5 separate regions of the Mus musculus genome follow, and all the other regions are linked to region 3. The links are chromatin contacts, called in public HiChIP or PLAC-seq and promoter capture Hi-C maps. All regions are on one chromosome and are shown on one strand. The core of a region is the stretch at or near the end of the contact, and the rest is flanking DNA. Distances in the headings are between cores, read along the strand shown.

What was found. Promoter capture Hi-C pulls out the DNA fragments that hold promoters and counts their contacts. HiChIP or PLAC-seq counts read pairs in DNA pulled down with a chosen protein or histone mark. Capture Hi-C pulls out chosen DNA fragments and counts their contacts.
Region 1: a promoter capture Hi-C map of stem cell-derived epiblast-like cells shows a contact between it and region 3, with 4 times the contacts expected there. The contact joins the promoter of Angptl1 here to the promoter of Cryzl2 in region 3. A contact is called at or near these places in 3 of 39 promoter capture datasets (liver and stem cell-derived epiblast-like cells) and 1 of 9 other capture datasets (liver).
Region 2: a contact with region 3 is called in a promoter capture Hi-C map of liver, with 2.1 times the contacts expected there. The contact joins the promoter of Ralgps2 here to the promoter of Cryzl2 in region 3. A contact is called at or near these places in 6 of 39 promoter capture datasets (the 3T3-L1 cell line, embryonic stem cells, liver and 1 more), 4 of 484 Hi-C or Micro-C datasets (cardiomyocytes, cerebral cortex, granulocyte-monocyte progenitors and 1 more), 4 of 115 datasets of contacts at active chromatin or transcription factors (embryonic stem cells, microglia, pancreatic cancer cells and 1 more) and 3 of 9 other capture datasets (adipose tissue, embryonic stem cells and liver).
Region 4: a FOXA1 HiChIP or PLAC-seq map of pancreatic cancer cells shows a contact between it and region 3. The contact joins the promoter of Soat1 here to the promoter of Cryzl2 in region 3. A contact is called at or near these places in 1 of 39 promoter capture datasets (pre-B cells) and 1 of 115 datasets of contacts at active chromatin or transcription factors (pancreatic cancer cells).
Region 5: a contact with region 3 is called in a promoter capture Hi-C map of pancreatic islet. The contact joins the promoter of Tor3a here to the promoter of Cryzl2 in region 3. A contact is called at or near these places in 1 of 39 promoter capture datasets (frontonasal cranial neural crest), 2 of 115 datasets of contacts at active chromatin or transcription factors (embryonic stem cells and pancreatic cancer cells) and 1 of 9 other capture datasets (pancreatic islet).

What each region holds. Positions count from the first base shown.
Region 1 is chr1:156,836,328-156,841,006 of GRCm38.p6, forward strand. It overlaps Angptl1 (angiopoietin-like 1), which reads left to right and starts at 2,696. Exons shown (of 5, transcript NM_028333.2): 1 at 2,696-2,910. The region is part of intron 8 of Ralgps2 (Ral GEF with PH domain and SH3 binding motif 2); the gene reads right to left.
Region 2 is chr1:156,937,325-156,941,785 of GRCm38.p6, forward strand. Ralgps2 (Ral GEF with PH domain and SH3 binding motif 2) reads right to left here and starts at 2,302. Exons shown (of 19, transcript NM_001159967.1): 1 at 2,165-2,302. It overlaps 4930439D14Rik (a long non-coding RNA gene), which reads left to right and starts at 1,470. Exons shown (of 2, transcript XR_003948625.1): 1 at 1,470-1,734; 2 at 1,803-2,871.
Region 3 is chr1:157,455,590-157,459,985 of GRCm38.p6, forward strand. Cryzl2 (crystallin zeta like 2) reads left to right here and starts at 2,979. Exons shown (of 10, transcript NM_001033284.2): 1 at 2,979-3,056; 2 at 3,155-3,263. The coding sequence starts at 3,007.
Region 4 is chr1:156,471,969-156,476,334 of GRCm38.p6, forward strand. Soat1 (sterol O-acyltransferase 1) reads right to left here and starts at 2,360. Exons shown (of 16, transcript NM_009230.3): 1 at 2,180-2,360.
Region 5 is chr1:156,672,635-156,677,186 of GRCm38.p6, forward strand. It overlaps Tor3a (torsin family 3, member A), which reads right to left and starts at 1,705. Exons shown (of 6, transcript NM_023141.2): 1 at 1,452-1,705; 2 at 896-1,012. The coding sequence starts at 1,671.

The sequences.
Region 1 (4,679 bases), core at 1,446-3,945, 620 kb before region 3:
CAAAGTACCTACATCAAGGTACTAAAAACTCTTTTTAGCCAAGGTCACAATTCTGGACCTCCTCATTATAACACTTTATCAGCTGGTCTTCACCACTACCTAGTCACTCGGCTGACAGTGACGGAGCCTCCGCATGCTAGGCAAGCAGGACAGGCAAGCAGGACGGCTGAGCTACGTCTCCTCCCTCCCTCTTTGCTCCACTGTTCCTCCTTTCCACTTTCCTAGCTTCTCGTCCTTGGGGGCTCCTTTCACTGTTCTCCATGGCTGCCATTACACCTCACTCTACAGCGCACTCTCTGTAGTTCCTTAGTTCTGCTTTTCAGGATTTTCCACAGAACTCATCTCCATGTTTAATTTTCCATGAAACAAGCCAAATCAAGTGTTATGTGGTCCTAAAATCTGTCACTCCAATTTTTGAAAAATGATGGTTAGTAACAGAAATTGTTCAAGTAAGAAAGCTAAATAACTCTCAAACTTAAAGCTCAGAGGAACCATCTCCCATCTCCCAATCCGACTAGTAGTAGTGAATGAAAACACCACTCAGTAACTGTGGGACACAAACCAGAGCTTAGAAGCTACTATCTTATCTGTCCCCGTGAAAATCTGAAAAGGGTCCAGGAAAACTCCAATCACTTGCTTTCCCTAAAAAAAAAAAAAAAAAACAGAACCCAGAATAGATGGCAACAAACAGTACAGCCTCATAGACCCTCATGGCTGTTGACATAGTAACCACCAATAACCATCAGCATTTTCCTGTTAAGATTCTAGTTGGCTTATTTATTATTTAAAGTTTACAGCCCCTTATATATTTAAATATGACAGAGGCGTTCTAAGAAATACTTCTACAAAAGTGGTAACAACCTCGTCCAGTAAGTAAAGGATACAGGTCCTACAAGACAACTGGAAGGAGTTAAGGCAGTGAGGGGGGTGAAAGCACACAGCGTGTGTAGCATGAGAAGCCCCAAGGCCTCATTCAGCAACTAGGATGCCAAGAAAGCGATGCTTTTGAGTGAGAGTTAAAAACTCAGGTTCTACTTATCATTGAGCATTAAGCCAAGCTATTGAAGATGTTGAAATTCGGGTTTCCTTAGCTATTGAATTACTAAATATTTGTTTCATGAAAAAAATAGTTATTCAAGACTTACTCTTTTGCTCTTTTGGAACCTATTTTTATAGTAGAAAAGGCTGGGCCAGAGGACATGATGATTCATCTTCAGTTCACAGTCAATGGGGAGTCAACGATCCTTTGGGTTTTCTTTTTTTCTTTTAATTCAGGGTTGTGTTTGTTTTTAAATGATACCAATCAACTAACAACAACAACAACAACAACCACCACCTTATTTTGACAATTGACACTGAATTGACTAGTTTTAACTCATCTTGACACAAGCTAGAGGAGGAAGCCTCAACTGAAAATGCCTCCATGAGATCCAGCTGAGGGCAAGCCTGGAGGAAATTTTCTTAGTGATTGATGTGAAAGGGCCCAGTCACCCCTGAGCTGGTGGTCCTATGGCTGGGTGCTATAAAGCAGGCTGAGCAAGCCAGTAAGTAGCACTCCTCCATGGCCTCTGCCTTAGCTCCTGCCTCCAGGTTCCTCCCCTGTTTGAGTTCCTATCCTGACTTCCTTTGGTGATGAACAGTGATGTAGAAGTGTAAGCCAAATCAACCTTTTCCTAAGTTGTCTTTGGTCATGGTGTTTCTTCACAGCAACAGCAACCCTAGCTAGGACAGGAGGCATAATTTTATAGGCAAGTATATTACCTATCACAGAACTTAAGATCAGAAAAAGCATCAATTATGTATTACAGAATTTAAGATTTTTCTTTCACCAGATTTACCAGTTTCCCTTGTTTTAGGTGACTACATATAAAAACAAGGGGTGTGTGTGTGTGTGTGAGTCAGGTTCTCACTAGCCCTGGCTGGTCTGCAGTGTGTGCATGTGTGTGCGTGTGTGTGTGTTTCTTCAGTCAGATTCTCACTTATTAGCCCTGGCTGGCCTGGAGCTCACTGTGTATTCCAGGCTGGCCTCAAGTTCATAGGGATTCAACTGCCTTCCGAGTGCTGAGATTAAAGGTCAAGCTAATAAAAGCAATTTTCTCTTAAACATTACACAATTACTTACAATTTTAAGCGTCCCGGAGGCTGTCAGAATAGCACTGTTAGGTGGCTGCTTCTGGGGAAAGTCTAGCTCCTTACAGCCTGCAGCTACTTCTAAAGTGGATTTCTTTTCTTTTCTTTTCTTTTCTTTTCTTTTCTTTTCTTTTCTTTTCTTTTCTTCCTTTCTCTCTCTCTCTCTCTCTCTCTCTCTCTCTCTTCCAACTCAAAAGCTCTGTGGCAGGCAGACTAAAATGTTTATTTTATAATTGCCTGCTGAACTATGATAGCCTGTTTCCAGATGGTGCCCTTCCTTCAACCTGCACACAATCTCTCCTTGTTAGAGCTATTCAGCCTCCTGCTGATCCAGCTCCCCCAGCCCCACCTCGGCAGCGAGAGGAAATCCTAAGGAGGAGGTTCCTACCCCCTCTCCTGGCTCCAGCTCTTTTCTAATGACGTAATATGTGGGCTGAACTTGAGTCTACTGAGAACGAGAGGGAATCACTCTTCGGACTGTGTGGACAGTCTGTCAGCTGCGGCTGGTTTCTGCACATTTCCATGCAGCAGACAGCACAGGCACAGAACCTTCTCTGCTGCATTAGAGAAGTCCACAGATAGCCCCAAGTTACATAGGTGGCCCAGCAAACTCAGTCCATTAGTGCTGTGAAAAGAAGTTCCTTACTCCTTGGATTCACCGGTCAGAGCAAAAAACGCAGTTACCTCTGAAGTAAAGCCGAACAAACTTCTACACTGATCTCAGAGAGCAAGGGCAAGGACGCACGTTCACGGACTCGCTTTTTTCAACAGACAACAAAGGTATTTTAATATTTCTCTTAGATTTATTCAAAATTCTATGTCAAATGCATCATTGTCCTTTGTACTAGAAAGTAAGAGATTTCTCAGGGAACTTTAGAAGATGCTGCCAATTTGTATCTGAAGGTTTTGTTTTGCATCTTTCTGTAAAAATAGTCATGAAGTGCTTCATATGTGACTACAGATTGAGACATACATGCTGGGTTCTAAACACAAATGCTCTAGTGACATTACAAAATTTTACAAGTAACTCAGTAAATGCCTAAGGCTTACACAGCGAAGGATGTAGGATAAAGGAAACAACTGTGAGCGCGGTGAGTTTCTCTTCTGAACACTGGTGTGTGTGTAAAGACGTGCACCAACTACTGCGATTTTCAAAGTATGGCTACAAAACAAAGCTAAGAGCTGGTCAGCTGAATGCTTGCAACAGAATCTCAGTTACAACTGAACAAAACTCTTCTGAGTCTTTGTTAATCTATGTTATTTCTTGTTATGATTAATCATTTTAAACAATTTCCTACAACAGAAATTTCATTTCAGCAACAGATTAAAGCTGGAAATTCCTTGGAAAAGTAATATTGATACAAACAATAATTAAAACCTCCTTCAAGGTCAGGATTGAGACCTGTCAGGGTCACCAGGATTAAGCATATGAACTCAGAAAATGTCAGTACTGAAGAAAAACTGGCAAGGCCAAAAGCCTGTTTTAAAAAAATAAAAATAAAATAACCTTCCTAACTGTCCCTAAGAGGCAGGAGCATGCCCTCAACATTCTATTGGGGGGCTTGGTTAGTCATGAGAATTATGAAATTGCTACTCACCAACAGCAAGCTTTAACACCAAAGACAGCAAGCGGTTATGGTGGGAGGATTCCCTGACTTTTAATCTTTAGTGGTAGGAATTTTCAACAAACAAATAATAGTAATGTTCAGATTTTGTTTTTTCAACTTTGCTTAAACATTAAAACTCTCAACTCTGAGCTCTGTTAAATACGTATTTTACAGGAGAGTCTGTAAAATCTCGAAATCATACTCCATCTGAAACACCATCATCTCCGTGGCTCCTGCCACGATGAAAGCAAGTCTCACTCACCTATGCAGGCATTTCACAGAGCGAATGCACGTGTGTGTCTGTGTGCGTGCGAACGAATCACAAATGATCACGTCTGTCTATTTTGGGGACATTTCCAGGGCTATTCTTAGGAAGGTCTTCCACCTGGCCAGTCAGTGCTCCTCAGCTAACTTCAATGCCTTTGGCTTCTCTCAGTGCAGGGTACAGCCAAAGGGAAGGGAAGGGAAGGGAAGGCAGCTTTTATCCTCCTTATAGCTGGCAATACAGTACAGAGAAATACTACTAAGAATATGAATATAAGTGCACAAGCTTTTTTACCCCTTTTCTAAAACCCACCAGGCAAAGGCGCAGTTCAAACTTGAGTGACTGTAACTAATTTTCCACATTCCCCTGAGACCTAGGAGAAACCCAACATAAATAGGAAGGGTTACGAGGTGACATATCTATGGCGCTTTCACTGAACATACGTGGGAAACATTAAATAAGAAAGTATTTTTAGACAATGTGAGAGTGAACAAATTTTAAAAATCAATTCTTCGCTTATATCTAGTCTACTACTTAAAGATGTCTCTTAACTCCAATTAAAGAGACAATGCGCTCATCACTGATGGAACAAGGAAGCAAAGAACAAACAGCGACCGGAAGGAGCTTTGAACACCATCTTAAATCTTATGATTGATTTTACGAACCATAGTGACTCA
Region 2 (4,461 bases), core at 1,052-3,551, 520 kb before region 3:
CATTTAAGTATATAAACCAACAGATTAATTGTCTAGCCACATATAAACCACACACCCTCTGACTCCAGGTAGAGTAATATTTAGATATGTTTGGAAGCCGGATACCTAGTGTGTATAAACACAAGCACAGTTTAAGACAACTGTCTTGATGCTTTTATTCACTAACAGTTCCTTCTATCCTCAGAAGGAAAAATGCAAGCAGTATCCTAACTCAAAAGGCATCCTGAGTTTTCACTTCTACACTAACAGAGCTGCCCACTGATGACTTTATCTCCATCACAGCACGTGTGCGTTTGTGCGCTGCAGCATCCCCTCCACACCCATCAGGACACAGCGGGACGCGGAGATACTCTGTGTGTTTAGAAGAATTGACCCTCTGGACAAGAGCTTAAAAGGAGCTTTTGATCCCAACTCCTCATAGGCAGAGTCAGGCAGATCTCAGCCAGTTAGAAGCCAGCCTGGTCTATGTAGTGAATTCCACCGACAGCTAGAGCTACATAGTGAGGCTCTGCCTCAAAAAAAAAAAAAAAAAAAAAAAAGTTTCAAGTTGCAATCAAATTATTATTACCAACAAAGCCATCTTTCACCAAAGGCAACCACTGCCCCAATTTTAATTGTAAGCTCGTTTTTAAAATGCACACAAATTGCATTCATTACTCACACATGTCTGGTTCATAGCTATCTTTTAAATTTTATTTTCTCTCAGAATTTTTGGGTGTATCCTCCCTGATACTGTAATATCAAAAAGTATACTAGGATCTTGACACACAAGCAGATCTTTCAACTTCTGCTGCAATCTGGTGAATAAAAGATAGAGAACAGTATTTGCAGAAAAAGTCAAATTCCTGAAATCAATGCATGGTGAGATAGAATGGACTGGGTTTTACTATTTTAAAATTACTATGCCAGAATTTAAGCTCAAATAACTATACTTAAACCATTCATGGGAACTCTAATAGACACATTTAATATATACATGTGGCTAAGACAAGCAATTTTCCACATTTTTGAAGCTTCATGACTACACACATTCAGTAGAGGTTATTATTATTAAAATAATACTGTTTGGTTACAAATCCCACTCCTGCAGTAACAGTATTACACTTACTACATTTATGATGCTACAGCCCGAACAATCATATCTGGGTGGGACAGGCTTTTACAGTTTGCAAGTTAACGAACTGTGGCACTGCGGTACTCTCTCATGCAAGGAATGAAAAGTTCCACAAAATTCGAATGGTCATCTTCAAAGACACACGACCTCGAGTACACCGGATGGTAAACATTACATAAACAACGCCAAAGTCAACTCATAAACAAACACCAACACCGAAACAAAGCTCTATAGCTACTTCAGCGTACTAAGACGGGGTGTGGGGGTGGGGAGGGGATGCAGAGCACCTACGAGGAAAGGCTCAATTAACTGCCGCCCGTGCTTTCATCCTCCGATCTTAAACAAAAGACGCTGGATGCTTTCGGTGGAGAGCGCTTTCTGCAGAGGGATTTGGGGTTGCAAACGCCCCTCCTCCACGGCCACCAACAGGCCCCTTTCTTCCTCCTCCCTCACCCCTCCCAGCTCAAACAAATTAACATTCGCACTAAGGTACCTCCTATCAGCTCGCAGCTTCTTCCCAAACACGCCCACGCACCCTGAAACCCGCCTGCGTCTACACCGCACACGGCGGCAGGAAAAGCGCTTCGAGGGGGGCGGGGAGCCGCGGCGGCAGCGCACAGGTCCGGGCTCCCTTCCAGGTCAGCTCCCCATCGCCTCCCCGAGCCCGGTGTTTACGAGCCCGCCTAAGCCCACACAGCAAAGGAATCCCAGGCGCTGCGGGCAGCTAGCGCGGCGGTGCGGGACCCCCCTCCGTGTCCGCACGCGGCCTCCGCCGCCGCGGCGCCGCTCACCCCGCGCTCCGCGGGCGGTTCGGCCCCGCAACAGGTCACCCGCCTCGGCTCGGTGACGGGGGTGCAGGCGCCCCGGCCGAGAGGGGGTGTGGCTGGCGCGGCGGGGCCCGGCCCCGGCTCACCTGAGAGGCTGAGGCGACGCCGGGGCCTCCGCCACCGCGGGACCGCGAGCGACCCGCAGCCCGCCCTCCCGCGCCGCGCACCGCGGCCGCCGCCGCCATTGCCCGCGCCTCCCCACACGCCCGCACGCCACGCCGACCTGTGCAGCCGCGGCCGTCGCCTCCGCTTCGCCCGCGGCTCCGAGGCAATCGCTCGCCCAACCGAGCAGTCGGCGTCTCTCATTCAGCGCCTGCCGCCGGCGCTCGGGGGAGGGGAGTGCGCTGGATCCACCCCGGCCGCGCAGGGGGCGCGCGCCGGGCGGGCGGGGCGGAGCGGCGCGCGCACCAACCGAGCGCGCTCGCGCGGCCGGGAACGCCGGGTCGCCGGGGTCTCGGCGCAGTCTGCGGGCGCCGGGCTATGCCCCCCGAGGCCAACTGCCGCCCCGTACCGGTGTCCGAGGCGCGTGCCCCAGCCGCAGGCGCAGCACCGGCCGCAAGGACGAGCCGCAGGGTTCAGGACGGACAGGTGGGGCCCCGCGGCTGCTCCCCGCACGGGTCTCGTTGGCGCCTGGGACGCGGGCGTTGCTCCCCGCTCGGGCCAGAGGACAAAAGTCTGGAAACGCTTGGCCCCCAGATCAAATACCCAGCCCGTGAGGGCGGCGTCCTTAGGAGTCGTGGCGGACAAGTGGAGGGGGACTGCAAATGTGAAGAGTCACCCCACAGCCGTGGGATCTTAAATGATGGAGTCTGCACTCTAGCACATCATCATGCCGGAAGTGTTGGGTCGGCCTCTAGGTGTTAAGCAGGGTGGCTGCCGGTGGTTTAAGGAGCAAATAACAATATTTGGGATCCCCTAGTCCCGGATTGATGAGTTTCAGGTGGACTGTATTTTCACGCCATTGCGGGAACGTGATTCTAAAAGGTGAAATTTTTCCTGTGAATGAAAGGGAATAGAAGGGTGTTGTTTCTTGGGGTGCACCTAGGTGGCCTACTTAAACTTAGCACCATTTGATGCAGTGTGACTTAGTGGAAGGTTTTCAGTGAGCCACCTTGGTGTAATCATTAGGTCATTCGGGAATAGATGCGATCCTTTTCTAGGCAATGTGCAGTGGAGGGTGGAGGGACAGTTCTATAGCAGCACTGAGTGTAGATTGTGAAGGGACCAAATTCGTTTTGATTTCCTTTTTCCCTATAATAACTAATCAAAACAGTGGATTCTTTTATGCAGAAGAAAGTTAAACACTGTCCCTTTTGACCACTGTTCCCTTCTGTGGAGAAGGTAGAAGAACGCTCCTTCATCCCCTTGGTTAAAACATGCCCATGCAAAAGTAGGTGGAAGATAAAAACGAAGCAAGGAAAAGCGATAAAGCCCAGTGCTGGTTTTTTATTCCGTTTTAAGTTGGAAGTCTCTCCAATAGATGCACAGAAACCAAAAAGAAGAAAAGCCTGTCAGAAATCTTCAACTGAGCGTAGACTAATGAAAAGGGGGCGGGGCTAAGGAACACTAGTGACCAAAAGGCTCCAGGAGAATTACTTAGATGCAGTTTTCACTTCGATGCTGTTTGCTTCAAGTCCCAAAGAAACAACAGACAAACTGAAGTAACAGTTGGGAGGGGGAACCCTTTGAGTCACTGAGTAAATGATTGATCTTTCTTTCCCCAAGTTAGTAAGAGATTAAGGGAAAGGTGGATGGCTATGTGCCAACAACAATACATTCAAAGATAGATAGATACATACATAGATACATAGATACATAGATAGAGATACGTGTGTGTGTGTGTGTGTGTGTGTGTGCGTGTGTGTGTAATTGTCCCAAGTTATTAACTGCTTTTAAAGTAGGAAAAAATAAGGAGCCTCGGGGAATTTCATTTGGTATAAATGTCTTGCAGCCACTTGAGTTGGAGCTTCATAAAAACAAAGATCCCAGGTCCCCACATCTGCCAGTAATTTTCACAGTTTACTGTAAAAGCAATAAAATTTTCACTCCGGCTTTGAAGAGAAAAGGCCCAAGAGTTCATGGATTTATACCGGAGATTCCTATGCCTACAGAATGTCTGAATTTGGAATAAATCACTCAAAATGGGTCGCTCATGTTGACAGCCTGCAAAACCACACTTTTATTACTCTTAAGAGCTCAGGATTTTCTAAACTTGATAAGGTTAAGAATTTCTGTATGAAAATACATTAAAAAAAAAAAAAAAAAAACTTGGGAGAAGCTGAGATGATGACTTAAGAGGCAAAGGTGATAACCTGGCAGGCCTGAGGATCAGAGTTCAGTCCCTACATGATGAATATAAAGCTAGATGTGGCAAGCCTGTAATCCTGAAATCCTGCAAGGAAATGGGAGGTGGGAACAGCAGATTGGCTGGAAGCTCTTGGGCCAGTTAGCCTGGGATGTACAACTGTGCAACTGGTCTCAGCAGAAATGAGAGAGACCCTGCCTCAATCAGGTGGAAAT
Region 3 (4,396 bases), core at 1,729-4,228:
TTGTGAGCCACCATGTGGTTGCTGGGAATTGAACTCAGGTCCTCTGGAAAAGCAGTCAGTACTTGTAACCACTGAGCCATCTCTCCAGCCTTCAGGACTCTTAAATAGATTTCTACTTTTTTTTTTAGATTTTTCATAAATGTTGAATGCCATCTTGAAAATTTTCCTTACACTCCTTGATCTTCATATTCTCTGAGAATGGCAGAATATTGTGAAAACAACAATAGAACCTTTTTCTGGAGCTGGATAGGCATCTTGGTGAGTAAGAGTACCCGCTGTACAAGCAGGAGGGCCTGGTTTTAATCCCAGCAGCCTCCTCAAAAGCTTGAAGGGGTCGTGTGCATCGCTCCATCCCCAGAACTGTGTGTGTTTTGGGGGAGGGATGTTGAAGACAGGAGAATCCCTGGAGCTTGTTTACTGCCAGCCTAGCTCCGGGTCTAGTGAGAGACTCTGTCTTGAAGGGAAAAGGCAGAGAATGAGAGAGTAACATACTTAACATCCTTCTCTGGCCTCTGTGTGAACCTAGACATGTTCACCCTTGTACATACATGAACTTATACCACACATACATTCCCCCCCACCCCCATATACTTGCACATGAAAACCTTTCTGTAAAAGCACTTAATTACAAATATGAGACTTAATACTTAGTGTTATTTCCAATTACCTGGAAAATTAATACTAGATAACTGAGTTCTCGTTCAATAATTTATTAGGTACATATCTATTAAATACTGAAAATGTTATGCATTATACAGATCCTACAAATTAAACAAGATTAAGAAATGGTTGCTAGGCCTGGGTGTGGTGGTGTATACCTTTAATCCCAGCACTCTGGAGGTACCAGTTGGATCTCTTGTGAGTTTGAGGCCAGCCTGGTCTACACAGCAATAACAATTAATACTCAGAACAAACAATCATTACATACTTCATAAGTTAGAGATTTATTGCTGTTGGCTTTCCTGGCAACCAGGAACTCCCTCCTCCATCCCCGTTGCTATGGATCAAGCTCAGGGCCTTACAGTCTAGGTTGGTGCTCTACTCTGGAGTTACACTACAGGCTTAAGGATGACCATTTGGTGGTGACATGGATTTCTCCACTATTCCTATCTTTCCTTTTTTTCACATTGCTGGAGATTGAACCCAGGGCCTCTAGTTTGCCAGGGTGAGCACCATAGCACTGAGCTACATCTCCAGGTCCCAAGTTCATCTTACATGCTTGGTTTATATGCCGTTTACAGAGTGCTTTCCTGCCTGTCTCATTGGAGCCATGGGTTTTTTAAAAGAAATCATCTCCCATTGTAGACATTGCTTCCCTTCGGTTGTTTGTATGTGGAGCTGAAAATTCCCAACGGGTACGATTATGATGACAGCGCCTACTGCACACCTGAGGGGCTTATTTGTTCTTGGGTTCCTCAGCCCTCAAAGCCTTTAGGTCATAAACTCAGAAATGCATCCTTCCTTTTCGCTTTACAGTTTCCTCCATTCAATTGCTGTTCGTTCCTGCTCAATGCCTTCTCTTATGGAAGAGTTAATTGAGGGCGAGAACCATTAGGGAGGTGGCCAAAGAGGTGGTAGAACTGGATTTCAACCTGTGGCCTATACCCTCTGGCCAGATGTCTTCCAAAGATGCCATGCTGTCGTTAAATCTATTTATCCAATGATATAGTCTTCCATTCTTTCCAGCATAGCATGTACCTCACATACATTGCTGGCGTATAGTCACTTGCTGTTTTAAATAGGTCAGATAGATCTACATCTAATACTAACGTGTGTGTGTGTGTGTGTGTGTGTACATACATGTACATGGTTCATGTGTAAGGTCAGCATTTGGAGGTTAAAGGACAATTTTTGGGAGTAGGGTCTCTCTTTCTACCATGTGACGTCTGGGGGTTGAATTTAGCTTATCAACCTTGATAGCAAGCACCCTTACCCACTCAGTTATCTTGCCAATGCCAAAGCAATTTTATATACTATTTCATATAGACAGTAGTATTATTTTTGGTTCTTCTAGGGCATACCTGTGCCCCTAAGGCTTATGTCATCACTGAATCACATTTACCAAGGGGTAAACCTTTGGAGCATGAGAGTCATTAAGTTTTGGGCTGACTTTTTATTTATTTTTTTACTAACTAATATTTTAAGACAGGGTTTCTCTATGTAGTCCTGGCTGGCCAGGAACTGGCTATGTAGACTAAGTTGGCCTCAAATTTACCAAGATTTACCTATCTTTGCCTTCTGAGTGATGGGATTAAAGGCATGTGTCATCATGTTAATTTATTTTTATTTTTATCGGAGACAGGTCTTACAATGTAGCTCTGGCTGATTCGAATGTTCAGTTTTCTTGTCTCTGTCTCCTGGGCCCTGGGATTACAGGCGTGTGCCCAGCTGGCTTGTCTTTAATTGGATATTCTCTTTGGATTTGTTCAGGATCAGTTAACACCAGACTATTGGTAACAGTTTAGTTTTTTTTATCATAATTAGTCCTGTGTGAGAAAATTAGTGGCAAGAACTCTAGCAGTTCAAATGTAGACATCAAAGGATTCACCTGTGCATTTTGGACTTCTTTCTTAGAAAGAACCCCAGAACTACTACTGAAATGTTACCAAACACAGATTTAATAGTCTTCCAGGCACACCCTGTAGTTCCAGCACTCAGGAAACAAGAGGCAGGAAGATGACATGTTCTAGGCCAGCCTGGTCAACACTGTGAGAGCTACCTAATGAGACCCTGTCTCAAAGACTCTTAATCTGGGGTGATCGAATCATTTCCCTCATGCTTCCTTTTTGTTTTCCAGAACCAGCGAAGAGATCAAGGGTTGCACACACTGTTTGGTCTAACCCTAGAAGTGGTGTGGGGCTGACAGTCCCCTGCACAGACAGACAAGAGCTCCGCCTGCCGGTCAGGTCACCCGGCCAGAGCAGGCACGTCCTGGGACGCCTTTCCGCTCTCCCCAGAGCTCTTCCTGCCACATGCTGGCCACGCCCCTCGCGACTTCAGCTGGCCATGGCAGCAAGGCTGTGTACGCGTTGCCTCCCTCCGGTGTGGCTCTGCAGGTGCAAGCCCAACTCCCCCCCCCCCCGCCCCCCCCCCGGCCCCCTTACAGACCCCAGGGGTACTGCTGAGAAAACCAGCTCCCTTTTCTTTGTTGCAGGCAAGCCTGGCAGGGCCAAGGCCGGCACTACCGAGCTGCACTCTGCACCGAGTTGAAGCAGCCCCTGACCATTCAAGAGGTGGCTCCCCGCCCCGTCGGGCCACAGGAGGTAGGGTGACAAGCTTGACCCCGGGATGCCTCCTTGTATAGTTCAGAGCCTCTGACTTTCTCGGCCCAGCACTCGTGGGCTTCCTGCTTCGGTCAAAATCCTAGTTCCCAAGCGTAGGGGGCGACCAGAGGCTGGAGCGCACCCACTTTAGGTTGGAAGGTCAAGCCCTTTCAAGGTTCACGGAAAGGCTAGAAATGTCAAGGAAGCCCTCCCTCAAATCTCAAGCATAGGCCTCTCAGAGAGCTCCAGAGCCGTTGCCTTAGAAACTGTGTCTGATTTACACAGGACTTTACATAACAATACAGACAAAAGGACCCTTATCCTTTGCTTAGCCCCTCTTCAGGGTCAGTATCAAATTATGTACGGGTCCCCGAACCATTGCCCCCATCCCAATCTATCTCATGAAGAATACAAGCCTGGGCTCCTCTTATGTCCTGCTGTAATTTGGGATGAGATCCTTTTCCTGCCAGGAAATGTGGAAGTCACCTTGGCCTTGCCTGTTGACCACTTTGGTGACAGCGTGTGACACATATGTAGTAGAGAATGACAATTTGAAACAGGGTGGAGTACGCAAGAGTATCTTCATGTTAGGGGTCGCTCATGAGAGGCAGAGATGCAGCTACAGTTGTAAAGGTCACCCAAATGGGGCCTGTGGTTAAAACAGATTATTGGAAGAGAGGGTGATCACAGCCATTCAACTTCCCTCATCTTGAGTCATTCATTTCTGGGATAACACCATGTCATCCAGGCTGGAACTGAACTTACAGTCTTCTTGTGTCAGTCTCCGGAGTGCAGAAATGCCTCCCTACTCTTGGCTAAGTTGTTTTTAAACCAAGGTGGAGTGTCTTGAGGACAGTGGACATGCTATCCACCAGTCAATAAGTACTCCAGTTTTTGGATGCGGAGGCATGGGCTCCCCAGTTTTGCTGTTTGCATTGTAAGGAGCTAGCTTCTGAGAGTGTTTTTATGTTATTTTTCTTTGCCTTTAAATCCCTGGAGTTTGCAACGGGCCCTGGCATGTGGCACATACTTAAAGAACTGAGAAATGAATGATTTTGATAGATAAAGAATGGCTTCTAACCAACCCGCCACCTCTCCAGTAAACGTAAACACGTAGAGCACATTGATCTGGG
Region 4 (4,366 bases), core at 1,110-3,609, 980 kb before region 3:
CTTAACTTGACTCCAGAGGGCAAAAAGAAAGAATTAGAGAAACAAATGAATCGTGTCCCAAAGAAATGTCGACTTTAGCCTCCCGGCAGTTAACAAAGACTTCAAAAGAACCGATAAAGCCGTATCACAAATAAATACTGGGTACCTAGGCAGGTGAGTAACTGCTACACCACCCTGAGGTTTGGCAGAGAAGAAAAACCACTGTGGATAGAGTGTACAATCCAACCCTGAATCCGTGGTACACACCTAGAGTCCTAGCATTTGCGGGGTTGAGGCAGGAGAAGCAGTAATTCAAGATCATTCTCAACTACCCAGTGTTAGAACAGCCTGGGCTCCATGAGATCCTGCCCACAGAAAGAAGGGAAGGACAGGGGGAAGGGAGGGAGGGAGAGAGGGGAGGAAATTAACAGTCCAAAGCATAATGTGTACATTTTTAGGGGGTGTTTTGGTTTGGTTTGGGGGGGGGGTGGGAGAGGCTTTTGTAGGTTTTTTGGTTGGTTGGTTGGTTGGTTGGTTTGGTTTTTCAAGACAAGGTTTCTTCTCTGTATAGCCTGGCTGTCCTTGAACTCACCTGGCAACCCTACAACTTTTTCAAGAAGCTAACAGAACAGGGTCAATTAACAAGACTAAAGAATATGAGTACTTGAGCAAATTTTATATACATCTGAGTTTACTTTACTTACAAATGACTAAATATAACTAGTTATCCAACACGGCGGGGGGGGGACGGACACAATTCTAAGAGTCCTGTCTGACAAATGAAACTTCCATAGGAAACAGGCACTCACTCCTATGTTAAGGCCTAAAGTTAATGTTTTTTCTCAAAGTTCCTTTTTTGACACCCCCCCCACACTCTTATTTAGTTCTATTCCTGCAAGATACTGAGAAGACACAGAAAAGATAGACTAACCTCGTGAAATTCACTATAAAACAAAGCATCTATTTACTACAGATGATTCCTGCTGGTAAGGAGACTTCAGAATGCTAACAGGCTCAGACTGACCAGTGGCTCCCACCGGGAAGTGATCTTTGATTTGAGGAATGCTTAGGGGGCGGCGGAAGAAGGGGAATAAGGCCCCCGGGGAAAATGGTCCAGGAGATAAGAAGCAGCTTTCCAGGCACAAGGAAGGAGAGCTAGAGCCTGAAGAACCCGCCCAGCCTTTAAGATAGCAGGAGCTCAGGCGCCTAGAGCTGGGTCTGAGTCCTGAAAGAACGTGAAACCCCTGACCAGTTCCAAGCACGTGACAAGCTAAGCCGTGTGCTTCTCCACGTTTCCTCTCCTTACTCTTCACAGCATCAGAGCTCTTCGCAAGCCCCACTCCTGTGCCGCCTGAGCTGGCTTTTCAAAAAACCAAGTCATTTATATTTCCCAGTTGAAAGCAAACAAAAGAAAAAGAAGTATTCAAGTTGGATTCTGCATTCTTGAAGAAGGCAAGAAGTTTGGGGGGGCGGGGGAGACACAGTGGCAACTACTTAAGTATTACAGTGACCAAGGAGTTTTATATAAAATGCAGAGACTGGAGCTTACAACAATGTCTCCTCCCAAAAAACCGCTGAATATATATATTGCTTAAGTTACGTGTCTATTAGCACTTAAGATCAAAGACAGACACTTAATCCCCCCCCACCCCCCCGCTACTTAAAAACAGAATATGAGCTTGAAACAGGTTTTTCCCTGGCCCATATAGAGTCTGGTGCCTGGTAGTGCCATCTTTCCCTTCATATATATATACATTTCCTCCGCCCACATCAAAAAAAAAAAAAAAAGAAAATAAGAAAAAAAAAGAAAGAAAGAAAGAAAGAAAGCTGATTTCCTGAGCGGTTTTTTTTTTTTTTTAATGTCGCTTTTCAAAGAGTGCAATGACTTCTAATTCTCAACTTTCTTCACTACTGACTGGCTTGAGAGACGCCACATGATTCGGAGGGGACATCAAACCATCACTAATAATGAAAAGGCTGCCAGTCATCGGATGCATTGGATGGCTGCGGGTAACTTTCCCGCTCTCCCCTCCAAACTCAGCGGGACCCTCCCCAGGCAGCAGACAGCGTCCGGGTGGGACAGTCCGGCCCAGGCCAGGCCCGCAGAGCCGGAGCGGCGCCGCCACCGCAGTCCCCTTCTTCTCGGGCTCAGGGTGGACCTGGTCAGGAAAGGAGGAGGGGAGCGGAAGCTTGAGGTTACCTGCGAGCGGAGGGCAGCTGCGGCGGTCTAGGCGGTAGGCTGGGCGGCCGCAGGACGGTCGGAGACTAGGATGTCCCTTCGCCGGCCCGCTACGCCGCCAGCCGGGCTACGGAGGAAGATAAAGCGCAGGCCCCCACCCCCGTTCTCCGCCCCAACCTCCCAGCCCGCGGCTGCGTCACGCGCATCGCCCCGAGCTCCGGGATGCCATTGGTGGTCCTGCGGCGTCCGGCAACGCCCACTGCCACGCCCCCTCCCATATCTAGGGTACCCACTGGGCTTCTCTAGCTACCTGGCTTTCTGGCTCCACCCCAACTCTCCTCCAGTGTGGCTACGAGGAGGCCAAGTCAACTTCCTTAGAGTTTGAAAAGGCAGCCTGCGAGATGGGACAAGGCGGAGTCTGATACTGACCGTTAAGGAATAAGACAGAAGCAGTGGCAAAAAAACCTGTCATAAGTTGCTTTGTGGTCTAAATTCTACTTGACTCAGTCTGTCCTTCAACAACACACAACTTAGATAAGACAGAAGTGAGTCACTTGAAATTATGGGACAATCAAGTAATTTAAAAAGCATCCTTGGGAACTAAATAATCAAAAAAAAAAAAAAAAGATACAGATAGATTTAGGACATAGGTAAAGAAAGCAGATTAGGCCTTGGATTTCTCAAAAGCAAAGATGTGAATGAATTTAGGGTAAAGGTGGGTAAAAGAGAAAATTAAACAGACTGGAGAGATACTGTCGGCCTGCAAAACAGTGTCAGCTAAACTGGCTTCGTTAATCTTTCAGTCAGTCCCTAATCTGTCCAGCTGACCATTCCTTTCCTAGTCAAATACCCTAAACAATGCCTGAGGCTTGCATGAATTGCCTGCTCTGGAGATCTTTCACAAAAGGAGTTCCCCTGTTAGCCCATAGCAGGCAACACTGCTCGCCTTAGAGCAGCTGGGCTCTGCACAGGTGTGCCCAGTTTTTGCCCTCTCTGGGACAACTGTGTTTAATGGTTCTGTCAACAGTTTGGTGATAGCATTTGGAAGCACTCAACTGCCTTTGCTTCCACCTCCTCCTATCCCACCAGTTAGAACATTTGGGACTAAAAATTCACTTCTATTGGGACTCTTGGTAGAGACACTTGCCTATTCACTGTTCCATTTAGTCAGTTAAAAATAAAAATACAGAGCTGGTATACAGCTCCTGAGCTTGGTGATGCACATATTTAATCCCAGCAGCTGGGAGGCAGAGGCAGGTGGATCTCTGTGATTTGGAAGCCAGCCTGGTCCACATAGTGAGTTCCAAGACAGCCAGGGCTTTGCAAAGAGACCCTGTAGGTAAATAGGTAGGTAGGTAGGTAGGTAGGTAGGTAGGTAGGGTAGATAGAAAGGAAGAAAGAAAGAAAGAAAGAAAGAAAGAAAGAAAGAAAGAAAGAAAGAAAGAAAGAAAGAAAGAAAGAAAGGAAGGAAGGAAGGAAGGAAGGAAGATAGAAAGAAGATGAAGTAGGAAGAACAGAAGTTCAATTTTGCAGGCCGACAGTGTCTCTCCAGTCCGTTTAGCTTTCTCTTTCACCCACCTTTACCCTAAATTCACTCATATCTTTGCTTTTGAGAAGTCCAAGGCCTAAACTGCTTTATCTATGTCCTAAATCAATCCAAATCATCTTTTGATTATTTAGTCCCAAGGACACTTTTTAAATGACTTGAATGTCCCGTTACTTCAAGGCACGAGTCAAGGCACAACCATGAATTAAAACAGAAGCAGCCACCGGGAGAAAAATAAGACAATTGCAAGTAGTGATAAGTGTTAGGAAAAAAATAGAGAGTGGTCAGGAAAAGATGCGAAAGAATGCCATGATTAATTTTAAAGGTTTCCCAGGTTGTCATAAAAGAACACAGAGAGTTGGATGACATGAATTGCATATGATTAACCACTTACGTTTTGTAAAGACAGAGGAAAGGCTGATTTTTCTGAGGTAGTCTGAACTAAGACCCAAATAAGGAAGAATTAGCAATCCCAGCCACAGGCAGGAAGAACAGTGAGTGGGATGAGCCTGGTCCTGAAGGGCTCTGGCTGCTCTGAGGCGCAGGAGGCTGGAGCACACTTGGGGGGAGGGTAGAGCACACAGAGGTTGGAGCCTTGAGCAGGAGCCCAATCCTGCTGTTTGGATTCTTTTTCATAAGTTCAAAGGGAAGAAGATAAAGGG
Region 5 (4,552 bases), core at 455-2,954, 780 kb before region 3:
AGGGCTACACAGAGAAATCCTGTCTTTAAATAAATAAATAAATAAATAAATAAATAAATAAACTAAAGATAAAAAAAAATTGGGAGCACCACGACTGGGGTTGGGAGTAAGGTAAGGGCCTCTTGCTCTTGATTAAGTGTTAGCATTCTGTCTAAACGCCAACCTACACTTGCCTGGCAACAGCCTCGTATGCTCCTCCCCACAAAGGCCTGACCCTTTGTAAAAGGGGCTGCTTACCCCTCCTCCCTTACTTACTCTTGCTTCCCGCTTGCTTCTCTCTTGGGCTCTTCGCTTCCCCCTTCCCTTCCCCCTCTCTCCACGTGCTCAAGGCCGGCCTCTCCGTCTCTGTCTCTCTCTCCTTCCTCTGCCTCTACTACCCTCTTAACTCCCCTTTCTTCCCCTGCTGGCCCTTCAGCGGGAAGGGATGCCTTGGCATGGGCCCACTGAGGCACCCCCTTTCCATACCTCCCCACAACCCCATAGAACATATCTTAAACTTCTTAATCTTTTTATAAACAAATCACTAAGTATCTCCATACTCTAAAAAACAAACAAACAAAACAAACAACAAAAACCCAGGAGGGCTGAGGGATGAAGTACTTGCCTGGCTCTCCTGAGGACTAGTATTTTGAAAACAGCCACATAGCAAGTATTTGGGCACTTTTCCTAGTTGGTATAATGTAACATCCGCTAAGGGCACTATCAGTGCTGCTGTTTTGTCGTCCCTATTGTTGGAGAGTGTCCTTTCTGGAAATCGTGGAGTTCAAAGTCTTGTCAGAGAGGTCCTCAAATAATTGCAGACCCGTGAGGGGTAGGTTTCTCACCAGTCGCTTCTCCATACTCACCAACCCCCTCCCCCAGATACCTGAACCCTGAAAATCACGTCAGCTCCAACCTGTCAAGTTGTTGGAGATCCTGCAATCGCCGCCGCCGCTGCAGCAGTCCTGAAAGCGACAGAGCCATGCAGTGAGCACATCCAGCGACCGCCGGCCCCACAGAGGAAGGCTCCAGCCTGGAAAGGAAATGCTATGAGATGGCAAGATAGGGACAAGAGAGACAGTCCTGAGGTTTCTCAGTGTGACAGCGCCCAAACCAGAGTTCAGGTCCCAACTCACAGCCAGGTTCCCTCGTACGCCCCAGCGCTTCCTCTCTAAGCCTTAGAAGTGAAAGTATCTGGGGTTGGGACAATCACCAAGTATGTCTACAAACGGCTTTCCTTAAACCATCATCAATAAAGCGAGCAAGAATGGGGAGGCTTGAGTGTCTAGAGAAATCAGGGCAGGTGAGGGGCGGCAGAGCAGCCAGACCTTTAGTTGTCCCTAGGGGCTGCACCTAGAGTCGTGCGGAGGTGGGGTGCAGTGACCAGGCCCCTGATGCAGGCCTGCAGTACGCAGTGCTTAAGAGTGAGACTGGCAGGTGAGCGAGGGGTCGGCGGCGGGGACCGCTCTTACCCAGAGGCGGCACGGGGGTCTCCTGGTCTTCACAGTGATCGGGCCACAAGGTGCAGCTGAAAAGCTCCCAGTACCGTTTGGAGAGGGCACCGGCCTTCCTCAGCTGCTCCTTCAGGCCTTTGACGCTCGGCCAAGGGGTGGGCTCGTCGGCCTCCTGGCCCTGCGCTCCCGGGGGGCGCAGCGGCAGGAGCAGCAGCAACCAGAGAGCGCCAAGAAACATGACCGGAGCGAGCGCTTCCGCCTCCAAGAGTCCCGGGACCCAGGACTCATCGACACCCACCAGCCGGCGCGGCCCAGGATTGGCGTCGCCGTGGTGACCGCTCCGCCCTCGCAGAGGCTGACTGAGCAACCCATCCTAATGGAACCAAGTTTCGATTCAGACCAGAGACCCATCCGAAATGAAACTCAAACTGGTGTCCCGGACTGCAGGAATCCTGAGCCCCTGTCTGCCCCTCGGGATGCAGGCTATTCTGGGGCATGCCTGTGGCCTCAAGTGGCCACGAAATGGCCACTGCCAGCCATTCAGCTGCGCCTCCCACATAAGAACCCCTTTTGGTGCCCTGCCCTCGTAGGTCAGCTTTCTGCCAACAGGAGGGTGATGAAACCGTCTGAGCAGGGAGCGTTTTTTTGTTGTCAGGGGAGTCAGCTGGGTGCAGAAGCAGTCCGAAGAGTGTGAGCAGTGGAGAGCTGGGTGGCCTGGTCCTCTAAAGAGGAAAATGAAACAGTAGAGAGCAGTGAGCAGCAGCAGGCTTTCATGGATGCCAGTCTAGCAGAAGCAAGAAGTAGGGTAGGATGGTATTTGAGTTCGGGAAAACCCCGGGTTAAGAGGAAATTGTATCATGTGAGAATTACAGATGTTAGGCTAAGTACTTGCCCACGCATAGCTAGGTTTTAAAACCTGATCAGATGCACCAGGAGGCAGAGGCAGAGGCAGGCACAGCTCTCTGAGTTCAAAGCTAGCCTTGTCTACATACTGAGTGCCAAGCCAGCTACAGTTACATAGTGAGACCCTGTCAATATTTAGAAAACACCAAAAACTCAGGCTTGGTTCCCAGCTTGGCATCAGGAGGAAGGTGGTGGAAATTAGAAGTGAGCCCTAGTGGAGGTCTTTGGGTTACTGGGGTGGGGGCATGTTCTTGAAAGAGAATTGTGGGTGAGCAGTTTTGTTCTACCAATTGCTCCCGCCACGATGCACTCTGCCCACCTTTCCCAGAGGTCTGTAAGTAGTGAACTTGACCTTCAAGGTTATGAACCAAATAAACTGTTTCTTTGATAACTCTCGGGTGCTTGCCAAGGTGGCAGGAAACTGACCCACTTCTTTACACTTAGTTGTAAATAAATAAATAAAATAAATAAATAAAATTTGTAAATAAGTAAAATAAATATCTGAGCATGCATGACAGTCTAACATACTATGGGTTTTTGTTATTGTTTGGATTTTTTGTTTGCCTGTTTTGTTTTCGAGACAAGGTTTCTCTGTGTAGCCCTGGCTGTCCTAGAACTCACTTGGTAGACCAGTTCACTTTGAACTGATTGCTATGTTGGGTGAGAGACAGCAGAAATCAGTCTTCTATGTGGATATCCAGTTTATCAGCACCATTTGTTAAAGAGGCTGTTCTTTTCTAGATGTATGCATTTTATATCTTTGTAAAATAATTAAATGGCTATGCTTGTATAGTTTAAACAAAGCAATAAAAAAATCTTGAGGTGGGGGCTGGTGAGGTGGCTCAGCGGTTAAGATCACTGACTGCTCTTCCGAAGGTCCTGAGTTCAAATCCCAGCAACCACATGGTGGCTTACAACCATCCGTAATGAGATCTGATGCCATCTTCTGGTGTGTCTGAAGACAGCTACAGTATACATACATTAAATAAATAAATAAATCTTTTTGTTGTTGTTTATTTGTTTGGGTTTCTTGTTTTTGTTTTTTTTGGTTTTTTTGTTTTTTTGTTTTTTCGAGACAGGGTTTCTCTGTATAGCCCTGGCTGTCCTGGAACTCACTTTGTAGACCAGGCTGGCCTCGAACTCAGAAATCCACCTGCCTCTACCTCCCAAGTGCTGGGATTAAAGGTGTGCGCCACCACGCCCAGCAATAAATAAATCTTTAAAAAAAAAATCTTGAGGTAAAGGTTTCACCAAGAAGTCGGCCCCACAATGAAACAACAACCGGATTGTACACCGGGGTTTGGATCAGTCTCTAAGTATTTCTGTAAATTCGTCACATCCCATTCTTGTGGGACTAGTGGATGTAAACATCAGGAAGAGCGCGTGGGCCATGGGGACACCTAGAGGCCACTGTGGGAATTACAGGAAGCCGTGAGGGCTCGCCAACTAGTCAAGCAGTCTAAAGATCCAAGGCATTGCCTAAGAACTTGTCCGTAAACGCAGAACTTGAAGTGTAGATCTCTAAGTTCGAGGCCAGCTCTGGTCTACAGAGCGAGTTCCTCCAAGAAAGCAAGGACTACACAGAGAAACCCTGTCTCAAAACCCAAAACAACAAACATGTTTAAAGTCTCACGCCATTTCAAGTTTGCTCTGCTCTGTGCTTGTGGTTGAAAGTATGAAGACGAAGTGGGCAGGATCCTGAGCTAGCAAACAGAACTTGACAGCTTCGGCCATGCTACTCTGGCTTTAGGACCCAGGGGAGTCCTGCATGGACACCTGGACAAGCTGGTACAGAAAAGCTTGGACTGGGTTGGAGATCCCAAGATGTTGGAGATGCCAAAGCCCCTGGGATGCCTGCCAAGGGGAGCTACTGAGAGTGTGAACCACGCGATTGTTAGAGTCTAACAACAGAATTTGAAGTCTTCCCTGCTGGATTTCTTTTTTTTTTTTCTTTTTGTGTGTGTTTTTTTTTTTTTAAATATTTATTTATTTATTATATGTAAGCACACTGTAGCTGTCTTCAGACACTCCAGAAGAGGGCATCAGATTTTTGTTACGGATGGTTGTGAGCCACCATGTGGTTGTGGGATTTGAACTTAGGACCTTTGGAAGAGCAGTCGGCACTCTTAACCACTGAGCCATCTCACCAGCCCCCTGCTGGATTTCATTCTTGCTTTGGTCCAGTGTTCCTTCATAGGCTCCCCTCTGTTCCCTTT